Linked DNA regions of Sus scrofa: region 2 is linked to region 1. The links are chromatin contacts, called in public Hi-C maps. All regions are on one chromosome and are shown on one strand. Each heading gives the region's core, a stretch centred on a gene start, on an enhancer-like site or on the middle of the called end of the contact. The rest is flanking DNA. Distances are from core to core; before and after follow the strand shown.

Region 1 (7,175 bases), core at 1,741-4,240:
ATTCACAAGATTCACTTCTCTGGTCAAAAATCCCCCAGGGGTCTCCCTCTCTCTCAGAGTTAAGGTCAAAGTCCTTAAAATGACCTTTTGGGCCCCCATGATCTAACCCGTGTCTGAACCTGCTTCTTCCCATCCCCGACCCCATCCACCCCTTTGCTGTTCTTCACACATACCAGGCACATTCCTACCTCAGGGCCTTTGTACTTGCTGTTCCTTTAGCTGGAGTATTCTTTTCCCAAGTCATGCTCATTTCTTTCAAGTCCTCCTCTTACTATCTAATCTACGTATCTTACTATTTACCTTGTTTATTATTCATTTTATTCACTAGAATGTAAACAGTTGTTTCATTTGCTTTATTTATCTTTTTGGCATTCACTGGATCAAAGAATATACACACTTAAAAATCTTTGAAGCAGTTCTCTTGTGGTGCAGTTCTCAGTGTGCTTAAGGATCCAGTATTGTCATCACAGTGCCTTGGGTCACTGCTGTTGTGCAGGTCGATCCCTGGCCGGGGAACTTCTACATGCCATGGAAGGCATGTGAAAGTTCCAGCGCCAGGGATCGAATCTGAGGTGCAGCTGTGACTTATGCCACACTGTGGCAACTCTGGATCCTTAACCCACTCTGCTTGGCTGGGAATCGAACCTGTGCCTCCACAGGGACCTGAGCCGTTGCAGTCAGATCTGCAGTCAGATCTGCAGACTGTGGCACAGTGGGAACTCCAATTTTTTTTTTTTAAATGCCATTTTATACTCTGGAAAACTATCTAAATGAAGCAAATAGTACTATCATTAAAGTTACTTTATCTTGACAGTTTCTGAATATACTTGCGAAAAGCCTTTGTTATGACTCCAAGGTAGACTCCTGATTAAACACATTTTGATCTTTACTGTAATTAGTTACAAGGATCTAAGACAGCAGCAAAGGCACTCTTCTGATTACTGCTATATCCCGATGCTTTGAGCAGTTTCTGGCACACTGTAGGTGCTCAATACATATTTTATTTCTTGGGCTATACCCGTGGCATATGGAGGTTCCCAGGCTAGGGGTCTAGGGGTCCAATTGGAGCTACAGCTGCCGGCCTGCACCACAGCCACAGCAATGCAGGATCCAAGCTGAGTCTGTGACCTACACCACAGCTCGTGGCAATACCAGATCCTTAACCCACTGAGCGAGGCCAGGGATCAAAACTGTGTCCTCAGGATGCTAGTCAGATTTGTTTCTGCTGAGCTATGAGGGAAACTCCTCAATACATATTTTTGATGAATGAGAAGCTATGCCCTGTGAAGAAAAGATGGTGTAACATGGTGTGGCCCTAGAGCCAGGCTTCCTTTAATCTCGGCTCCCCAAATTATGAGCTGTGTGATCTTGGGAAAGAGACTCACCTTTCTGTGCCTTGGTTTCCTCAACTGTAAAACTGGGAGAGTAATAGGACTCACACTGAGGAGTGGCGAGCACTAGGGAGGCTGAGACATGTATAATGCTCTTAGAACAGTGCCTGGCAAGCACCAGGCAACTTGATAAATGTTCGCCATTATTAGAAAAGGCCTTGTCTGTTGTACTAAGGAGTTTAGACTTTATCCCCAGGCTACGTGGAGTCATTGAAGGATTTTAAACAAGGGAGTAACATAATCAGATCTTGTTTTCCAGCAGCCACTCCAGCTGCGGAGTGGAGGATGAATTAGAACAGGGCCAGGCTGGTTCAAGGAGATGGGTCCGAAGGCTGTTGTAGAAATGGAGATGACAGATGTTGTCAGCCTGAATGAAAGCAGAAGGAATGGAGAAAGGACGGGCTCAGGATACGATGGAGGTAGGATTGGCAGAACTTGGCAATGATCTCAATGGGCAGGAAGCAGTCAAGGACAAAATCCAGGCTCCTGATTCCTGCCGCCAGAGAGTGGTACCATTCATTCCAGCCTCAGAGGGCGGATGGGGAGAAAGTATATTTCATTTTGTTTCATGGGAGGTGACTGTGGGCTAGCTAGGTGAAGAGGTCCAGTATTATGGAATTGTACACATGCATCTGGTGCTTCGGAGAAAAATCTAGATAAGATATGAAAGGTCTTTGGGAAGCATCATTATACTGGGGATTGTTGAAGCCACTGGAGTATTTCAGGAAAACATATAAGGAGCAAACTGTTTTAAAAAGGCATACTCTTGAAGCTGGGGACAAAAAGGGGAGAATGGGACCTTGCAGGGCAAGAGAGAGTGAGTCTTAGGAGGTGGTTAGACTCATCACATGCTGAAGAAAGGCAAGATGAGGAGGACCAAGGCATGTCCACTGGATTTAGCTTTTGGGGGATTCTAGTCAGAGCAGAGGTGTCACGGGCGGGGGGGGGGACCAGTTCTGGGCTCCCTGGCACCCCTCCCTCCTTTGCCTTAGACAGAAAAAGCTGGCTGATCAAGGGCTCATGCTGGTAGGGACTGGGGAGGCCAGGGAGACTTCTGGTGCCCTGTCCATTCATCTCTGCACAGTTTGCGATCTGCCCTCACCCAATAAACCTAAAAGGGTCAGGTAGCTGAGCACTGAGTTTGAGGCTGTGATCTTTTTAAAACATAAAGCTGTGTTACTGCTTTGCTTAAATATTTTCATAAGCAAAAAAAAAAAGAAAAGAAAGAAAAACAGAGTTCCCATCATGGTGCAGCGGAAACAAATCCCACTAGGAACCATAAGGTTGTGGGTTCGATCCGTGGCCTTGCTCAGTGGGTTAAGGATCTGGTGTTGCCATAAGCTGTGGTGTAGGTCACAGATGCGCTCAGATCTGGTGTGGCTGTGGCTCTGGTGTAGGCAGGCGGCTACAGCTCTGATCGGACCCCTAGCCTGGAAACCTCCATATGCCGCGGGTACAGCCCTAAAAAGACAAAAAAAAAAAATTTCAGAAGCTTCCAGGGCCTCCTCAGCGCCTGCCTAACTCACCAGGTTGCCCTCTGGCTGACCCAGCTCCAGCCACATGGACATGCTCACAATTCCCAGAGGCGCTGCCTTCTCTGGACTTTGCACAGGCCACCCCCCTCTGCCTGGGACAAGCTGCTTCTCTTCTTGGCCCAGTGAACTGTGTATGCTTAAAAAGATACTAAGTTTATCTCTCAAGGGTCATCTTTTTGGCGAGGGCTTTTCTAAATTACCACCCCAGGAAGATCATCCCCAGAGGTGGTGACTAGCAAAAAAAGGGGGGGGGGTGGCAGAAAATTGTGACCGACTGCTTTTTGCATCATTTTTGAGTTTCGCATCCTACCACATTTCTAACATACTCAGCATATTGTTCTCTGCTCCCAGTCAAGTAAATTTCTTTCTTGTGCCTTGTCCCACAAATATCCTCAAATCTAAGTCATCACACCTACCAAGCCCTGTACCTGGCTGTTCTTTTCCTCTGAGCTAAATCGTGGAAAATGGGCACATGACCTTAAGTCTGGCAACAAAAGGCTTTCAAAGTTTATGCCTCATCTGGCCTTCACAACAGCAAGGTGGGTCAGTGGTACAGACCTTGCTCTTATTTCCAGCTGAGCATCCAGAAGGGAAGGAGGCCGGCTGCCTTGCTCAGAGCTGCCCCACTAGCTTGAAGCAGGGCCAGGATTAGAGGTGAGGTCTCTGGCTTCATCTAATGCACTGAACTTAAAAGCGGAGGTGGCCCCATGGGTCAGTGTCCTCTAAGTGATCCACCTGTTTACAACCTGGCACTGGGTGACTAGTCACCTTAAAGGGTAACCTTATCCCATCAGGGGATTATGGGCATCAGGGAATCATGGATAAGGAATCAGAGGCCTTGTGCTTTGGTCTGGCTTTGTCACCAGCCTTGTTTGGATAGGATTTAGCTAAGGTGTCACTGTTTCCGCCTCTATAACACAGGAATGACTCTATCAGGTCCACCTTGCCAGGCTGCTGTGAGATCACCTGAGGCAATGGACTTGAAGGTTCTTGGACATTACAATATGGCAGCATGCAATGATAAGCAGATACCTTGTCTGTGGTAGGCTTTGACTTCTCTAACCAAGTATGTGGACTGATGGACCACCGGAGAGTGGGGTACCTCCTTTTCTGTTATTTTAGGTCCTCTGTTTCCTTCCTCCTGAGCTTTTTGGGGGCACTAGCTCTTGGCTCTCTGAGCTGAACCTGCAGAAGCAGCACTGAGGTTCCTGCCCCTGGACCAGGGCTAACCTGGAGGCAGCTGACATCCCACTGGATGGAAGGCAGAGGCAGCGGTGGGGTGCTCTGGGGTGCCTACCAGTCGTTTTTAACCCCTTTCCTAGATGCTTGTGGACTTCTAATTTTTTAAAGTCTCCTCATTGTCTATTGCACCTGTCTTACTATATAAGGTTTCCCTGAAGGAAAATGATACAAACCACATCTCACAACAAAGCCTGAGACAGAGGTACAGAGCCCAAGGGGGGCCATGGATCTGAGCCACTGCCACGTGGAGGCTAAACTACTGTCAGTCTCTGAAGGACAGTGTCAAACCCTGGCAGACTCAGAACACCTAGGAGAGCAGGGCTAAGATTTCAAAGAGTAACGGTGGGGAGTATCTTGGGTGATGTGTCCACCTGGGGTGAGCACAGTTATGGTATTTCATACCTGCCCGAAGAAGAAATTTTGTTTCCCGGTCGGATTTGAGATGTAATCATCTGTAGTTTGGACCCAAAATATTAGAATCCTTAAAAAAAAAAAAAAGAAACAAAAAAAACAAAAACAGAGTTTGGTTTACAATGCCTGGAAAAGAGAAAGTATTTTAAATAGGCACCACTCGGGGAAGTTACAGTGGACATACACTTGGACTCCCTTCAGAAAGATTTGAATACAATAAAATAGACACGACAAACTCTCCTGAATACAATTTAATCTTCCTTTGATTCCTGAGTGGGTAAAATTCAGATCTTAAGTTCAGGGTCACTATCATAAACATCAGCTGTCATTGCACTGGTGAAATATGCAATGTGCCAGTTAATAATAGCTTTACAAATTCACAGAAGATCAGATAATAGAGGTTTTACTGTAACAGGGTTCATGATGGTTAAAAGAATCAATGCATTTTCCAAAAGAGCCTAAATCATTTCTAGGAAGTAACTCATGCTCTGCGAGAATAGGGCAGGATTTACAAGGAAGTGCTTGGTACTCCCTGGAAGGAAAAGTGCTATATAATTGTAAGCTGTTCTTTATTCTGTGCCTGAGGTCCTATCCACTACCCATACAGGCTCTCCTTAAATGGAGTGGAAGATTTCTCCAGCCTTTCCTAGATCCAAGGAACAGAATGCAGCTCAGGATAGGCATATCACGAGAAGAAATCTATTCAAGGTCACGTGTGGAAGGACCCTTTGCTTAAAGGAATTTGGGCTGGAAAAGAGTTCTCGGCTCTGGCTTGAAGAAAAAGAGAGGAGGCAGTGCAGGAGAGAGGGAGGGAGGGAGAGTCACCCCACATGCTACTCGGCCACCAAGGACAGAGTTTCTGCGCGGTTTCATTAGAACATGAAACCTATTCTGTCGACTATGAGTCCACTGTGAGCTGAAAAGGAGTTAGTTCACTTCCTTAGCATCTGGGGTCCCATCATTCTGAGTCATGGCCACATTAACTCTGCTACTGAAAAAGCAAGAGCTTGGCAGCACAGCCAAGCCCACGGTCACGGTGCCCATCCCATCACGCAGGCAAGCAGGTTTCCCCCAAGTGCAGTTCAGTAAGATGGGGTGCCCTGGGGGATGGGCTGCGGAGGGGAAGGGTGAGGGGAGGGGGCTTTCTGTTCAAAGCTGGCTACTTTCTCTGTAGAATTCAATTCTCCCCAACTGGGGAGGATGGAAATCTCTGATTTCCTGTATCTCTTCTAAAACAATGAGGCTCTCCCACCCCCATCCTGGGAGGGCAGCTTAGCTGTGGCTCAGGGCTCTGGCTGAAGGGAACTGGCCTGGCTGAGCAGCCACTCAGCAAAGGGAGGACATTCATACAGGGCTTCCTGGGGCCTCATGGATGTCAGGGCGCCCTGCCGCTCAATCATGTAGCAGGAAATCACTAAGCTATGAGGATAAAGACCAGTCGGGGTCCCTGTGCAGCTTTAGGGCAGGTTTCTATTTCCCCTTGTGGTGGAGAAGCGGCTTCCAAACTGCATTCAAACAATACAGTCTCCAGCAAGGAAGAAATGAAACCCTTTAAATCTTCAGCCCTTGGAGCAGTACGCTCCCCTGCTGCTCTCAGCCTTTTGTTACAGTCTCAGGAATGTGTACTTAATAGAGAAAGCGTGGTTTTGTGGCTGCTCTGAAAGAATACCAAGGTGGGTAGGACAGACCTGCCTCTCACAAGAAACCCTCCCACTGGCTGACGGTGGCCCATGCTGGGGCCATGAGGAAAGCCACCAGGGACAGTGCACCCCCAGTCCTCTCCCCAAAGTGCTGGACTGAGAGGCAGGAAATAATCCCAAACAAGCCTTAAATGCATTTGAGGGAAGGTGTGTTGGTGAGAGGAGTGGCTCTAAGGAGGTCTGCCATACCGCTGGCAGTGACTAATGCGGGGGGGGGGGGTACCCGAGAATGTAACCTCCCTCAAGGGGCCTGTGCACAAAAAAGGCAGTCTGCTTCCTGTGATTTAGCCTAACAGCACCCAGCCCAAATATTGCAAGGACTAGTGGTGGAAGGGACCTGAGAGCTTATGCTCCCCAGCCTTCTGGTAAGAAGGCAAGATTCCCATGAGGAGTGTGAAGACATTTCCCAAAAGGGGGAAATGGCTAATAAAAATGGATAAGGGAAGGATAAAAAGTATTCTGAGCAAGCAGAGAAAGGTTCCTGATGAACAAATACCTCATTCCACATAAAACATTTTAGAGTGTTACATAAACTTTCGGTAAAGCCAAGGCTTAGAATTCGTCAGCATTAGGACACTGCTACTGCCACGTGCGTGCATCTGATTTCAAAGGGATGCTTTCAGACAGGGGGAGCCTTATGCACAATTCTGAAGCAGGCAAATTCCACCTTGGCTCCCCAGTTCTTTGCCCTTTTCCCTTCAATGACAGGATATGGTGGAATGAGAAGCAGTGCAGGCTTTGGGTCAGGCAGCTCTGGTTTTAAGTCCCAGCCCTGGCCCAGACTAGCTAGCATATGACCCCAGCAGGACACTTCATTTCCTGTCTTCATTTCCTAATCTGTAAAAAGTGGATCTCAACTCACACGGATTGCTGTGAAAATTACATGTGTGAAAGTG
Region 2 (7,175 bases), core at 3,328-5,827, 180 kb after region 1:
AAAGTGGTGCAAATTACAAGTCCACCAAGCCCTTCTCCCCTTACCCCTCCTCCTCCAACTTCCTCTTCTCATCTAACAATACACCCTCTCGACCCAGGGCGCCCCCACATACCATCTTCCTTGGCACATACCTCCATGCCCTCAGACCAGCTGGCTTGCGATTAAAATGGACCAGGCTAGGAAGCGCCAGAGAGTGCAGTCTATTGTATCAAATTTCCTTGGCCTTTTATAGGGCTGCACCATGAACCCAGCCAGTGTGGGGCAGGGGCCCGAGAACCAGGACGGCTGTGTTGCTCTAACCTGGCTCGGTCACCGGTCAGCTGAAGCAAACCACTAAGCTGTCTGGACGGCCTCTTGCTCAAGACCAGATGCTGGCCCAGGTGGTCTGTCGGCTGTGAGTCTCAAAGTCCTCTGATGCAACTACTCACGAGCCTGGGGATCCCTCAAGCCCCTTTCTCGTATTTTCAACTCAGTTCCTTTTGTTTAGACACAAATGCAGTATCAAAATAATAAAACATTATTATTGGCCCAAAGCTCTACTGATAGTAATTTTGGACAGACACCCAAGGGAATGCTTCAGGCCTCCGTATTAACCACTTCTCTTGGGCCTGTGGATGCTCCGAGCACCCAGGTCAGAGAGAGGAAAGGGCACTGACCACCACTCGTGCCTCACGGCACATCGGCAAACATCAAGGAGACGCCTTTCTGAGCCAGGTGCCAGGGTGGGGACAAGGACACAAAGGGAAAGACCACCTAATGCAACGAGCTCAGAATCCAAGAGGGGACACCCAGAGTGTCCCAGAGAGCAGCAAAATAAGACATTTCTTCTAAATCCACTCATCTGATAGCACATGACAGAAGATAACAGGAGAAAAAGAATGTGTGTGTGTGTGTGTGTGTGTGTGTGCATATATATGTACGTATATATGACCTGGTCACTTCGCTGTATAGAAGAAATTGACAGAACATTGTAAATCAACTATAATAAAAAAATTTTTTTTTAAATAGGAAGAGATTTCGTTCCGCTAAGAAAGCCAACCAGGACGGAGGACAGAGGAAGGAGGACTAGAAAGATCATGTGACTATTTTCTGTAGTACCATGGCTAGCCCTCGCCCACCAAGCCTCCCAAAGGACACACTCAGTCTGCTGGGCCATAACTACTTTCCACTGCGACTTGGCTGAACTTAAAACTGAACAGGTGACTTGAAGGTGAAGGCTGCTGATGGAAAAGACAGCCTCTTCCTTCCTCCCACGGCCAGCAGTCAGCCATGCAATCCTCTAAAAAAGAAATAATTTGACTTTGTACACAGTTAGGGGACCCTGACCTTACATTCAAACAACCCCAAATGGTCAGGAATCGAAGCATTTCATCTCTCCTGATGAGAGTGTCCAGGGCAGACAGACAGTGGGGCTCAGCCATAAGTTGGGTGACCCTGGGCTAGTCAACCTATCTCCTGCTGGCAACCTGTGCCCAATATTAACTTCCCCGCAGTAACGGGAACACACTTATAAAGTGCAAAAGAAATATAAAGACCAACATCAGGCATTCAGCGTCAACCACCACCACACAAGTGATACCTGCGAAGGTGTCACTGACTGACTGATTCAGAAACTTTCGCCCTGGAAATTCCACCTAACTCGTCCACTTCTCTCTTCTGGCAGCACTGACGCTGCTCAGAAGTAAACAAAGTACTTCCCTCGGTGGCTGCCTCTGGTCAGACTCCTCTGTGCTCCATCACACCAGCTGTGGAGGAATTTACTGCCTGCTGACCAGCTGCTCGTAAGCCATGAAAGCCAGGGAGGAAGGTTTCAGGACTGGGCTGAAACCCTGCTACCCCAAGAAATCTCCTTCCATGTCACACTTCTTCAGGATGTCAGACCTATCCGCTCATCCTTGAAAGCTCCTGACATTCATTCCCTGCTCCACAGGAAAGTTTCTTGTTTACTGGACTCAAGAAGCAATTCCAGTACTTGCTTGTGGGCCCCCAGCAAACATCTTTTATTACGCAGTCACTGTACCACATCCAAGGACGAAGAGAGACACTGCACACACCACCAGAACATTTTCAGACCAGCTAAAATAATCCCAGTCCTTGATCTCCAGCACTTCTTATTGGAACACTGCAAACTAAACAAACTCCGCGGAGAAATGCACTTCCCATATGTGCATTTAAACCTCAACACAGTCTAAGCAAACAGTCACGTGCTGGTTCCGTAAAGAACAATCCCAAATAAAAGCAATACTTCCATTACTGGTAAAGAACATTAAGTCTATTCTAATTGCAGAGAAATACACAGTCAAGGAAAGAGGCTCCTGAAAAGAAGTGAGAGGGTAAATAAGGGGAAAAAAAAGATATGCCAACTATGGCGGCAATGCTTATATCACATTTAAAAGAGTGCGCCATTTGGGACTGGTTCCATCCACGTGTGCAAGGGAAGGGCTGCTGGAATCTTCTTCCACGGCGGGGTGCCTGCAGCACCCACACATAAGCCCCTCAGAAAGGCAGGCACACGCAATTGCTTTAGAAGAGGTATCAAGAAAAGTCACAGGCTTGCTTTTTGTTGTTTTTCACCCTAAAATTACTGTCCTATAGCTGGTCCAGTTCTCTGGAGCTCAAGTTTACTGCCATCGAACCATATAAAATTTACTGATTTAATACCCCATCACTTAGTTACCACTGCTTGGGTTATGACTTATCAGATAAACTAGCTTGGCTGTATGGTAGGACTTTCTTGAACTTTCCCAGACTCCTAGAATAGAGTTTACACAGCAAAAGAAATTGAAGTATCAACCTACTTAAGTTTTTTACCCCAACACCCCCTCTACCACAGACTTAACTGCTGCCTCCCCCCAGATAGGTACAAACACAGAAACCCGAAAGTTCCCCTGGGTGTTTTTTGCCAGGTAAAAACAATTAAACCCAACCCACCTTTTCAAGTTCACATTAACCCTACTTCAAACCCATGAGAATCCTCCCTGATTAAAAAAAACCCACTAAAACCTGAGTATAATTGTGAAAGCCTAATAAGCAAATATGATAAAATACTGTGTTCCCGCTAAACAGATTCTGCAGAAAAGCAATGTTAAAACAGTACAGGTTTCTCGAATTCCCCACCAATGAAGAAAACCAGTTATTTGTTCCTTGTTGCTGCAGGGTCCACTCAATAAATGCATCTTAAATGGGCCAAGCCATAAACAAACAAACTTCAGCAGCTTCAGCCTCTCACAGAAGCAGCAAGGCTTTTCCATCTGGGTACATGGGACAGTGAAATGAAAGTGTACAACAAAAGCAGCAATGGCAAAAATAACTGGGGGAGATGGATAAATCATTCTGCCTCCTCACGGTGGCAAACTTTACGGCAACTTTTTAGAAGCAACAAACCGCAGCACCACTAGCCTTTACAGACACACACATACACATATATAAATGCACAAATACAACCACTTGGAAGCTAAGTACTGTGTTTGCAAACATCCTCCACCCTCCTGCACTTACAATACTGCAAACCATGGCCAGAAAGCCGGGAGATTTCTACGCTTAGATATCCTCTCTGCACTGTCAAACCGGGAAGGTCATTTTTCCTGGTCACTTAAATAATTCTCTCTCCCTGCATCGCAGGAGTTTTTTACTTTGGGATTGCTCAACTTTCAGATGCATCCGAGTAAAACAACCATTCAGCAACTTTATTCACCTTGGTTTAAAAAAAGAAACAAACAAACAAACAAAAAGAAAGAAATTCATTGTGCAATGCCCAGGAAAAGCTGACACCACGACTGTCTCTTCCACAAGCGCTTGCAATTACAATCGGGGTTGGGGGTGGGGGGAGGAATCTGTCTGATCAGACTCCGGGAGCCTTTCTTTCTTTCTTTCTTTCTTTTTTTTTTTTTTAAAGAAATGATTCCAACCCCAATGGGGCTGGAGAACTTTTTTTTCTAAGGAGACCACCCCTCGGGAACAAAAGTTACATTTTGGTCACATGTTGGGAGTAGGAGCAGGGAGCAGGTTTTTTAAAAAGAGCACTAATTACGGGGCTGTTTTACGGTCCTAGACACCACTCGGGATCCTCCTGACCGATGGTGACGGGCATTTCACCGTCAAAAAGAAAGGGGGTGGGGTGGGGGCGCAGGAGCCGGCAGGGGGCTCGGCGGGAGGGGGGAGTAGCAAGGTTACGCTAAAGGGTACGGCAGCCGCCGCGAGCTGCATCTCCTTCCCCGGCGCCCCAAATAATTTCCTGCGAACAGAGCGACTGCAGCAGCCCCCTCGGAACTGGAGAGCCCAGCAGGACTGGCCGGGCCAGTGCAGCTCAAGGTTTTCCACCCCGGAGAGGGAGGGGGAGAAGATCTTTACCTTAATGCTACACTGAGCAGGAGTCTCAGACATGTCTCACAGCGAGAGAGATCAGGAAGTTCTCAGTTTTTTTCCACTTTCCTTTCCTCTCCCCAACCCAGAAACGCTCCACGGCCAGCCGGACGCGGTCATTTAAGAAGTTTCTTGCAGCATCTCTCCCGGCGGCCGCCCCGGGGGGCCGCGAGCGCGCGGGGCGGGGCGGGGCGCCGGCGGAGTCGCCGCGCGGGGCGGCGGGGGCGTGGGAGCCGGGCGGCGCGGCGGCGGGGTCTGCAGGTCGCGGCGCGGCACGGCGACCCGGGGCGCAGCCCGGCCGGCCTCCCGCTCTCTCCTCCCACCCGGGCCGGCGCCCCCGCCCCCCGCCCTCCCGCCGCTCTCCCTCGCTAGTTCTCTCGAATGTTTTCCTTCCTGGAAGAGAGAAACTGAAAGGCAGAACTGAGAAAGCTCTTTGCTCATTGATCTTGAGAGTTTCAGTGCAGAAACTGACGTGAATTCCCAGCACTGAGCTCTGCCTCTTAAAGGAGCCACCAGGAAATAAAAGCTCGGGTTACAGGCCGGCATCGGGGAAATAAAAGCCGCGCTGGGGGAGGGGCGGCGGCAGCGGCGGGGGCGCGGGCGGAGGATCCCGGGGGAGCGGGGCCGCGTGAGGCCGCGGTGGCTAACGAGGCGGGCGGCGCAGCCCCCTCCGGCCAGCGCTGGGCTTCCCAGGCTGGGCCGGGCCGCGCCAGGCTCGTGGAAGACACGCCAAGAAAGGTTCCATCGGGGCCCCAGAAACCTCAAAACAGGTTTTATTAAGCGCCCCCCCTCCCCGAGCTCCGTCTCTCGGATACTTTGGAAGGCACAAGGGTTTTTTTGTATTTTTTCCCCGCCGAGCGGAGACGCAATGAAAATAATTATATAGGAAAGGGCATTCCGGTAAGGACGCGGAATCCGAAGGAGGAAATAAAACAATAGCCTTTGTTCTGCTTCTCGACCGCGGCCTCTTTAAGAGAATCCACCAGGAAATGGGAGATCGGGTTACAGCCCGCACCGGGGAAAAGGGGCTAGCGAGCGAGCGCCGGAGCGCGACGCTGGAGACAAAGCCGGGAGGCCGCCCGCAGACGCCGAGCCCCGTGGGCCGGGGAATCCCCGCGAAGGTGGGCGCCCCGAAAAGGGGAGGCGCGCTTGCCGGGGATGCGGCCGCCGCGGGCGCTGCCCCAGCCCCGCATGCGTTGTGGAGAAGGGAAGGCTGCCGGGCAGTTATCAAAGGCAGTTGAGTTCCTTTTCCTGACACCCCCCCCCCCTTCCTCCGGGTTTCGAAATCCGCTGTCCTTTTAAAGAAATAGCGGCCGCTACCAACCGAAATAGGTGACTCGACTACTGAGTTGACAGGACGCGTGCCTGGAGATAATACTCCTCCCCGGGACCACAGCTCTGAAACCGTCATTGGCGGATAGGATGCCCCCGGGATCCTGCCGGGGGAGGAATATTTGGTGGAAAAAAAAGAAACAACAAAAACACTTAGAGGAGGTTTCGAGCCAGTCGGGCTGAGGGTTCTAGCCTTGAGTGCACGTACTCTGATCACTCTACTGTTTCTATTGTTATTTATAGTCTCTGAAAATGTTTGCAAGCGTCCACTGCAGAAAGTTGAGAGCATTATGCCTAAATTCTAAACCCTTATCATACGTATAGGTTTGATGTATGGATGTGTATTAAATTACAGATAGGTAAGTACATCTGTATAAATATAATGCGTGTTATGTAGTATATACAGGTATACCAGGACAGATTTCCCAAGCTGCCCTATCCTACGGACCTTTCCTACCAACTTCCCTTCCTCTCTCCACATAATAAATTGTGTTCAGAATTTTTCACACGCTCATTCGAAGAACACTTTAAACCAGAATTTACTAAAGGGTTGGAATAGAAGAGTCCAGTAGCTGGGAAGTTTGGCATAATGGGATTCGTGAGTTTCCAAGGACCTGGGCAGTCCTTGCCACGTCGTAGTCCTATTCTTTCCCAGAAAGCTCGTGTCCAAACCAACACTCAGCCTTGGACCACCTGCTGTCCCCCAGCCCAACCCCCACACACATTTATCTGCCTTTGGTCCTTACACTGCTGTTGGAAGCATTGGTTCTGATGTCCCATTGCTAGGTTAAGCCCTTATAAATCTCCGTATCCCTTATCAATATGATCTCTGGCAACGTGCTCTCTCAGCTTCGGTAAAATGGGGGTGGGGGAAAGTACCTTTCTCATGAGATTCTCCTGAGTATTGAAAATGTGCCAATATATTCAAAGTGCTTAATTATCAGAGTGCTTGCTACATATACTACCTTTTCAATTAAAGTTAGCTACGATTATTTAACCTCAGGACGGAATTAACTCTCAACTTCCCTTCTATCTCATTTTTACTTTCTCCAAGTAACCCTCAAAAGTGGTTTAAATGAGAGTGTATGTGGTTCTAAAACAAAACACACGGTAGCAGCTGTGGCAAAAGTTGCATTTAGCCAGCGGTGGATAGTAAATATTTTAGGCTTTGTGCGCTACGACAAAACTGAGCACAGTATGTAGATACTGACATAACTGGAGAGAAAACAAATATTCACAATTTTTTTTAATAAAATGTAAGGTGTAACAATAACAGTTGTAATGCCAGACTAACAATGAGAGGAATGGAACTCTTACAGAAGGATATCATTTCACTTACTTAAACCCCAGGTTAAAGTACACGGTTTCTATCATCAAAATTGATTGTAAATGGTTATTTGTTACTGCTGATCTGTCACGAGATTTTACATGGTTCATTGGGAAATATCTTTTCAAACAGATAGGATGCTGCCAAATATATC

The links. A called contact is a pair of places that touch in the nucleus more often than the background predicts.
Region 2: a Hi-C map of liver shows a contact between it and region 1, with 3 times the contacts expected there. The contact joins the promoter of ETV6 here to the enhancer-like site in region 1. A contact is called at or near these places in 1 of 5 promoter capture datasets (fetal skeletal muscle), 4 of 47 Hi-C or Micro-C datasets (embryonic fibroblasts, fetal heart ventricle, heart right ventricle and 1 more) and 2 of 2 datasets of contacts at active chromatin or transcription factors (alveolar macrophages and skeletal muscle).

What each region holds. Positions count from the first base shown.
Region 1 is chr5:60,598,306-60,605,480 of Sscrofa11.1, forward strand. The region is part of intron 2 of ETV6 (transcription factor ETV6); the gene reads right to left. Among named protein-coding and RNA genes, the nearest start is that of ETV6, 170 kb to the right of the region's middle. Within about 2 kb of position 2,991, at least 5 of the 83 cell types and tissues checked have an H3K27ac peak or open chromatin away from gene starts, as enhancers often do. A contact at or near this core is called in liver, where this site is marked.
Region 2 is chr5:60,772,215-60,779,389 of Sscrofa11.1, forward strand. ETV6 (transcription factor ETV6) reads right to left here and starts at 4,578. Exons shown (of 8, transcript XM_005652587.3): 1 at 4,351-4,578. The coding sequence starts at 4,383.